Regions from separate parts of the Gasterosteus aculeatus genome. Here region 1 is linked to region 2. The links are chromatin contacts, called in public Hi-C maps. All regions are on one chromosome and are shown on one strand. The core of a region is the stretch at or near the end of the contact, and the rest is flanking DNA. Distances in the headings are between cores, read along the strand shown.

Region 1 (3,800 bases), core at 504-3,003, 46 kb after region 2:
GCAGTGAATTCCATTTTGTGTAACAACATGTTTAAATTTGACATTTTTGAACGAGTGGGGATTTTATTCAGGTTGAGAAAAGCTCCTCAAACAACAGAAGTCACTAAAACTATAAATTGAGACCTTGATAAATGAATCTGAGAAGGACTCTTCCTAAATTCAATTATTTAAAGGATATGGGACTATGAGGTCAGCAGTGCGAACTCCAGGAACACCGCCCTCTCTATGTTAACCATTCTTTAACAAATTCGTAAAGGGAATACAACTTCATTTCAGAGCTGACAAAGGAAACCAAACACGACATCTCCCACATGTCAGCAAACCTCATTTCATCACACTAACACATTTAGGGCAGTTAATGGTCCCTTCAGGCCCATCCTGTCTCAATTATCCTCGCCCTCATCCTATACCCCCCCCCCCCCCCCCCCCCAGCAGGCGCCTGACGGGGTCAGAGCACGGGAAGAGCCCGCCACACACACACACACACACACACACCTTGGACAGCACAGTGGAGGAGATAAAAGACAACAAGCATGGGTAACAGATGCCGATTCTAAAATCTAGAAAAACAAAATACATCCCTCTGGAGTTGGCAAGGTCAAAGCAATTTGTCTCGGAGACGACTTTGGAGAGAGAGGCTTTGCCAGCAATCCTCCCACGGTGGGGGGGGAGGCAGAGGGTTGTGCGTGTGGACGGAGTCATGAAATTGTCTTACCTGACGTGTCCCACATATTCAGCTCTATCCGGTGCTTGTCTATCTCAAAACTGGCAGTGTAGTTTTCAAACACCGTCGGCACGTAGTTCTGGAAATAAGGGATTTATTTCAGTTATCCAATTAAGACGGAGGAGATAAGCGTGTGTTTACACAGCCACGAGCTGCAGAAGAGAAGTCTGGTGAAGAAACGACATTTGAAATGATGTAGCAAATATAATGGCATAAGAGCAAGTCATGTACTCCAATTGTGGATATTTTAGAAATATAATAATGAAATGAAGACAGATGAAGACAACGCTTTAAAGTTTTAAACAAATAGCAGACACAATAAAAGTCAATTTAGTCAACTTAATAACAGAGATTTTACAGGCATTCATCATAGTTCTGTCTCCAAAAAGCGCTTTGTTGATTTAACAGTTCTGTCTTTGGGCAGGTGGACGTAACCTGCTGAACGCGTCCTGAAGTTGAATTGCTTTTTACTCCAGACTTTTGATATGGACCTACCTCCGGATAGCAGTCCTTGGCAAAAACGTGCAGGAGTGCCGTCTTCCCACATTGCGTGTCCCCGACCACCACAATCTTACAGCGGCTGCCCAGACCGTCCATGGCTCGTCCGTCGGAGGTGTGCTGTTGACACGCGGATGGATTGCATCCAGTATCCAGCGTACCGAGGCGCAGCGGAACAGAAGCAAATACAAGCGCCGACCCTCCGACGCCCACCTCCCCCCCGGTGCGCTTTATCCAGCTGCGTCCCTCTTACGCGCAGCTCCCCGGGTCCGGCTGATAGACGGTCTGTGTGGATGACTGACCGACCGACCGAAACCACACGAAGGGACGCGCACAGCCGCCTGGAAACTCCGGCGGTTTGGTCGCTGGCCACGCCTTCCTAACGTGCACGCGTGCACCTCATCACTCAGCTGTAATAGGTTCGCTCTGATGTGTCATTGCGCGCGTTGTTTTTGTCTCCTTATATATGCTTGTAATATCTTCGTTATAAGACTATATTGTTGTGCTTCGGGAGTTCGTTCTTTGGCTGTGCGTCTTTATTGGGAATCATTTTTCATAACGTCAGAATTGCGTCTGTGGGACAAGAGTCAGTGCGTGTATTTGGACCCTGCACATACTAATACTATATGATATTTAATTATATGAAACTTTGTATTTGACTCCCTATACAAGAGCTAAGGAGAGCCAATTAACCACCTGGGCAGGTATTATTTTAAACTGTGATATTTCACAGGTCAAACCAGTTACTGCACTAGACATTTCGTGTCAGTGGTTGAAATCAGTGATTTATTGACCAAATAGTTATTACTGAAAATAGGTGATCGGGTTGGGTCAGTACTGGATAGTTTGATGCTCTGAAGCAGGGAGGACGAAAGAGATGGAAGTTTTTTTAATTCAGTGTATTCTCCTTTAAGTAGTTAAAATAATAAGTAATTCATGTTCCGTAAATAGGCTTTTAAGTAACTTCAACATTAGTTTCAATACAGAGTTGTCTGTTTATCCCATTATGAATAAATATTTTTATTATCACAGTTTGGAATGCGGCATAAATAAGACACATAATATATATATATATATATACTTCTTGATTTAGTGCCAGCATGACCTCCTAATAGAGATACAATAAATGCTTAGATAGACTGAGATAAAATAGTCCATCAAATTAAGTAGTTGGAGCTGACTGGTCAGCCTTTATGAGGCTCGCAGCCTTGCATGGAGCACTTGATCCTTGTAAGTGCCCCACTGAGGAGTTATTGGTTTTGTGAATGAGATAATTAGATGACTTGGCACCACGCGCCAGACGAACACTGAGTCATGTTGTTTCCCCCGAAGATCGATACCGCCGCCTCCTGGACACAAATTGAAATGACATCCTATTCACTTTAGAAGTAGAAAGTTAAAGTGGTATTTAGGAAACAATAGCTAGATAAGCAGGTCTCGTATAAATAAATAAAAAAGAAAATACGCTTTCAAAACATGTTTTTATACAGTTTGATTTAGTTGCGAATGGTTTGTGATGTGGTTGGATTGTTGGGAGGGCCCTGGTGGTAGCAGGACTCATTTCCATCGGCTGAGTAAATAAACACTTTTGAAATATAAATGTAACAAGAATAATTATTGTATAAATATATGGCGCTTTGTACTTTTTTTTATGCATTTAATTGTCTGTTTTAAGTCTGTTTTTTCAAAGAGTAAGTATAAATATGAAGAAAATATTCATTGTTCATATTGATTAGCAGCATTTTACTAGTATAAATGAAAAACCTTTTACTATAGTTTAATAGTTCAAAAGAAGATAACACAGGTCATAAAAAGCCCTATATATTATAAACATATCTTTACTGTTGTAAAATCCTTATCTAAAAAGTAACGGGTAACTATAACTTTTAACATAATGTACAATTTTTACCACCAAAATATGTTTTGTGCAATTCAAAAAGGCATTAAATATAAATTAGTAGGCAGTTGACAGCCTGTTCAGAGCTGACAAAGTTATTTATTTACTTTTTTGAGAACCAATGAACTAATTACACCCATGCAGGAACAAAGAAAAGATGCACGCAGCAGATTGCTGAACAAGAAAGTAGATTAAATAAATAAACGGCCAGAGGTTGAGTTGCCAAGGAGCCCGTATGCACTGGCAAACAAGTCTTCCAAACAGCATTTTAATTTTAACAAATTACTTTAGCAAATATAATGCATATTGGCACTTAATACTGCAACCCTGAGACTACAGATTTGTTTTTTTTCCCAATGCAGTATAGGTTTGATAAGATGAAGACAGATATTGAAAGCAGTGAGGCCCCTTTGGTATGAATGCAAGAAGTACGTATCAAGATTAAGGCAACGTATCAAGTGTTAGGCAACTGGTTTGGGCATAACAGCAGCGCTGAAAGCGATTCCCAATCTTGCACCCGGATTTGTAACAATGCACAGACAAATACATTTAGAGGGTTCTATTATCAATAGATACAAGTTTGTATTTCAGCCACACTCATCCTCCGAGATGGTGCAGACTCCCTCCAGACTGTACTTGCCTGACACGGTACTTCATCCAGACCAAATTACACCACGGAGC
Region 2 (3,862 bases), core at 1,117-3,616:
GAGGGCTTTACAGTCTGCAAACATACCACACTTCATGTCCCATCAGTCCGGCCAAAACCGCCCTCTTTTATTGGGAAAACATTCATAAGGATGACACTTCCAGGGATCCACAGGATGGACAAAAGCACATGAGTTGTAATAATGAACAACCTTACAGAGTAACACATTCAATAAAAACAACATAGAGGATTCTTTTAATGAGAGCAGTAAGGCAACATTATCAATAATAACAGCAGGGAACATGGTGGATTAATAATGATAAGAATTGGAGTAATGGAAAAAGTCACGTGAATACGTAATTACATAATAGCAGTAGCCTGTGATATGATGATGTCCCTGATCAGTTGTCCCTTTTTACTAACTGTCCTTTCTTTGCTTCTCAGCTGTTGAAAAGCCGGTTGTGACAGGTGAGCGTGTTTAGCTGCTGCCGCGTTACTCTGTTCACTCCAAACTCAGAAGAAATGGTTTACTCTGCTTACCTTCTATCCAAACCCTAGTGAAGGACAACCACCTGCCCACTCTGATCGTTGTCATGGTGACGGGCCTGGTGCTGGTAGCGCTGATAGTCGGCGGGATCTACTTGTACCGTCGGCGAACTGTTGGGTCCCAGGGGTCCTACGAGGGGGCCCGCTACAGCCGGACCAACTCCAGCCTGGCGGACCAGGCGGAGAAGAACATCCTGGTATCTGACATGGAGCTGAACGAGCAGGCAGAGTAGCAGGAAGCCAGCCGTACCGATACCAAACCAGACCCCCGACCCAGACCGTACCCAGGAGAGGCTGATTCAGAACAGACGTCGTGGCATTTATGTTTTTTGTTGTGTCATTTGAAACCCCAAAAAGTATTTTGGAAGGGGCTGTGCAGAGCGCAGCAGATTGGTTTTAAATTGAATCCCCGCCTTTTCAATCCTCTTTTGCCAAGACTTAACCGTTCGACCGATCTCTCTCCAGACAAATCAGGTCCATCCGTATTTACAGCTTTTCCCTCTGAAGCGTTCATTCAGGCCACGAACGAATCTACTGGGAGTTTAAGTTCATTGCGGCAGCTGGAAAGGTTCAACATAAATTGGTTTTATGATATGACTCCTCACCATCTCCTCTGTTGCCAATGTCAATTTTTTGCTCGGTGTAAATTTCCTTCAGAAAAAAGTACAGCCACGGGTCGACGCTTAACTAAAACCATTTGTCTCTTATCTTCTCAATACAAAGCCACAGTCTTCTATGGAAACCAATTCCCTTTTTCTTTTCTTCTGTTTCGCCATGACAGTATTTTTTTGGAAGTTGATAGGTGTCTTTGTTTTTTTTGCATTTGTGTCCTTCCCATTGATCTGTCATTATCTGCGCAGCTGTTGGGAACTGTTACTGATGATGCATGCGTGGTGTGTGAGAGTCCGCCTCTCTCCTCCTTTCGGATCTGACACGTCAGCACCAGCTGGTCGAAGAGCAGAGGACAAAGACGTCCAAATGTGAATGTTTGGAGGGTGACAGGGGACTATAGTTAGTGGTGACCGTCTGAGGACTCGACACTATTGTGCACATTACCAACACTGAGTTCTGTTCTCAGTGTTGAAAGCTGGTCTTTAAGTAGACTACATTGTCTTTTAGGTACTCCAAAGTTTTTTTCACATCCTGTGGCTCTGCATACATTTTGGCACTTTCTTCTATTATCTTGATCTAAGTCAGTTTTTGTCATCCACTTGCCTTTAGTCATTCCAAACTTGTGTTTGTTTGGGCTCTTAATGTACAATCTGGTGCTGATTCAACAATTTTCGGCGGCCATTCTCCCAAGATGCACCATGAAAAGGGGTTTGCAGTTTGATATATGTCTGATTCATAATTTTTATAGTCACATTCCTATTCTCTGTGTTTTATCTTGGATATTATTCTTTTTTTTCCTCTTTTTTAATGATGCAGGTTTTATTATGTGTTTTCACTTAAATATGAATGGTAAAGACATTTGGAAATGTTTCTACTTTCAAGGGAATAATGCCAAAAATCTAACTAATTGCCCCACAAAGGAAAAGATCCCTCAAGTGAATGATTTTTGTATATATGAGAGCCAAAGAATGTTTTAAAAGGGAATTTACTATTTTGAAAGAGAACATTTTTTTTCCTTTGCTACGTCATTTTACATTTGCGCAGGGTAATGAGCACATTTTTAGTTAACCTGCCTTCAACTCTTCTACTCCTCTGAGTGCATTTCTTGCTTTCTGCTTGCAGAAATTCCTGGGAGCTGTTTTAGTCTGAGGCTTTTGGTGTCTCACAGAGCTGTTTTCTTTTTTTTTGCTGCATGAGTTGGACTGAAGATCGAGGGGGAAGGGAGGACGAGAAGTGTGTGAGTGAGTTTGTGATTGTGTGCAGTCTCCAGCTGTGGAATGTTGAGTCGGCAAGAAGAGCTCAGTGGCACGTCTGGAACCAATCAGAGAAGGAGTGCTCAGGGACATGAAGGGTCAGAAAAAATACAGAAAAAAAAGGAAAACTGGATGAAGGAGAAAAGGAGGGAGGAGGAGGAGGGAGGGTTTTAGAAAGAGAGGGAGCCTGCAAGCAAAAAATAGTGTGGCGGCTGTCCCAGGCTTATCCCGGCCTCTGCTGGCGGGTTCACTGGGAAGGTTTGTGTTTTATACTCAGAATGATGTCAACTGACTGAGGTGAAGATGTAACAACCATCGGTTTGGTCCCCAATGAGATCGTCTCTGCGACGCAGACTCTCGTCCCTGTGAAGGTTCGCTGAAGCGCCTGTCAGTATGTTTTTTAAGTTTTTGTGTCAGTTTCATATGAAATGAATAAAGTCTATGTTCTCAAAGCTTGTACTTTCACATGGTTTATTATTAATCGTGGGGGAAATTCTCGTGTAATTGTTCCCTGTTGACTGTCGCAAACCGAGAAAAACTGTACATTATCCATTTGTTTGTATCTTTGAAGAAATGAACCTTAGAATCGATGGTGCAGTGTGGACTGCAATGTTGCCGTTTCTCCACAAGAGAGCGCACCTCGCATGCTGCACGGGACGCTTCCTCCTGCTCATGTTGTCATTTGATTGACCCGACCTTTGTCTCTCCCCACTAGGTCACACTATTTGTTTTCCGCAGAGCTCTACAGATTCATTTCAGAGTGTGTCATTGACGTCTCGTGTCTTGTCTCGTGTCTCGTGTGATCTCACCCGATGGATATTTGCCAATGTAGTTAACTAAGTGACAGCGGGGGTACGAGCCACAACGCGCACTCCTCTGCCTCCACACTCATCTGCCCAGCTGGACTATGTTGAAGCAAGTGGATGTTTGAAACGCATCACCTGGAGTGATGGGAGCCCGTGGGCCTCGTCTGGCGGGTCGACCTGGACCTCTGCAGCAAAACATCAGAGCCAGCAAATAGTTTGTTATGCAAATCAATCTGGCTCTCTATAATCCATCTTACTTAGGATGGATGTCACAGCTCATCCATCTGCATGCCGCAGGCACTCAGTTTAAAGCATCCAGGGGTTATATACTCCAGCAGTTTCCCACCCGTGCTCCTCTTGTTTTAGTGTGTCTACAATAGAAGCTGACCTTTAGGAGGTTTGGCTAAACTTGTCTGTTGGATGTCACCATTAGCCTTATAGCTGCAACAAGTCAACACCTTTTTACCTATATATTTTAGTCCTCTGATGTCTGAAATGTTGAGACAGAAGCTTGCTTGTTACATGAATATCTCAGGTGCAGTCCAAAATATCTGAGACACCTGAAAAAAACATGTAATTGAAATGCTCCCGTCCCCTTGTTTGCTCATTTGATGATGGAAGTAGTGGCTTACTGAAAGGTCGCATCGATAATGCAATAGAGTGAATGTGAAAAGGGTTGAATCATAAGGATTTCATGGTGGTCTGT

Evidence for each region. Hi-C and Micro-C count contacts between places; a contact is called where the count stands out from the background.
Region 1: a contact with region 2 is called in a Hi-C map of skeletal muscle, with 8 times the contacts expected there. The contact joins the promoter of rnd2 here to the enhancer-like site in region 2. A contact is called at or near these places in 3 of 6 Hi-C or Micro-C datasets (skeletal muscle and whole body).

What each region holds. Positions count from the first base shown.
Region 1 is chr11:7,836,011-7,839,810 of fGasAcu3.hap1.1, forward strand. It overlaps rnd2 (Rho family GTPase 2), which reads right to left and starts at 1,754. Exons shown (of 5, transcript XM_040192036.2): 1 at 1,220-1,754; 2 at 716-803. The coding sequence starts at 1,321.
Region 2 is chr11:7,789,790-7,793,651 of fGasAcu3.hap1.1, forward strand. It overlaps mrc2 (mannose receptor, C-type 2), which reads left to right. Exons shown (of 29, transcript XM_040191995.2): 28 at 384-407; 29 at 498-2,802. The coding sequence ends at 718. Among protein-coding and RNA genes, the nearest start is that of mrc2, 21 kb to the left of the region's middle. Within about 2 kb of position 2,367, at least 3 of the 9 cell types and tissues checked have open chromatin away from gene starts, as enhancers often do.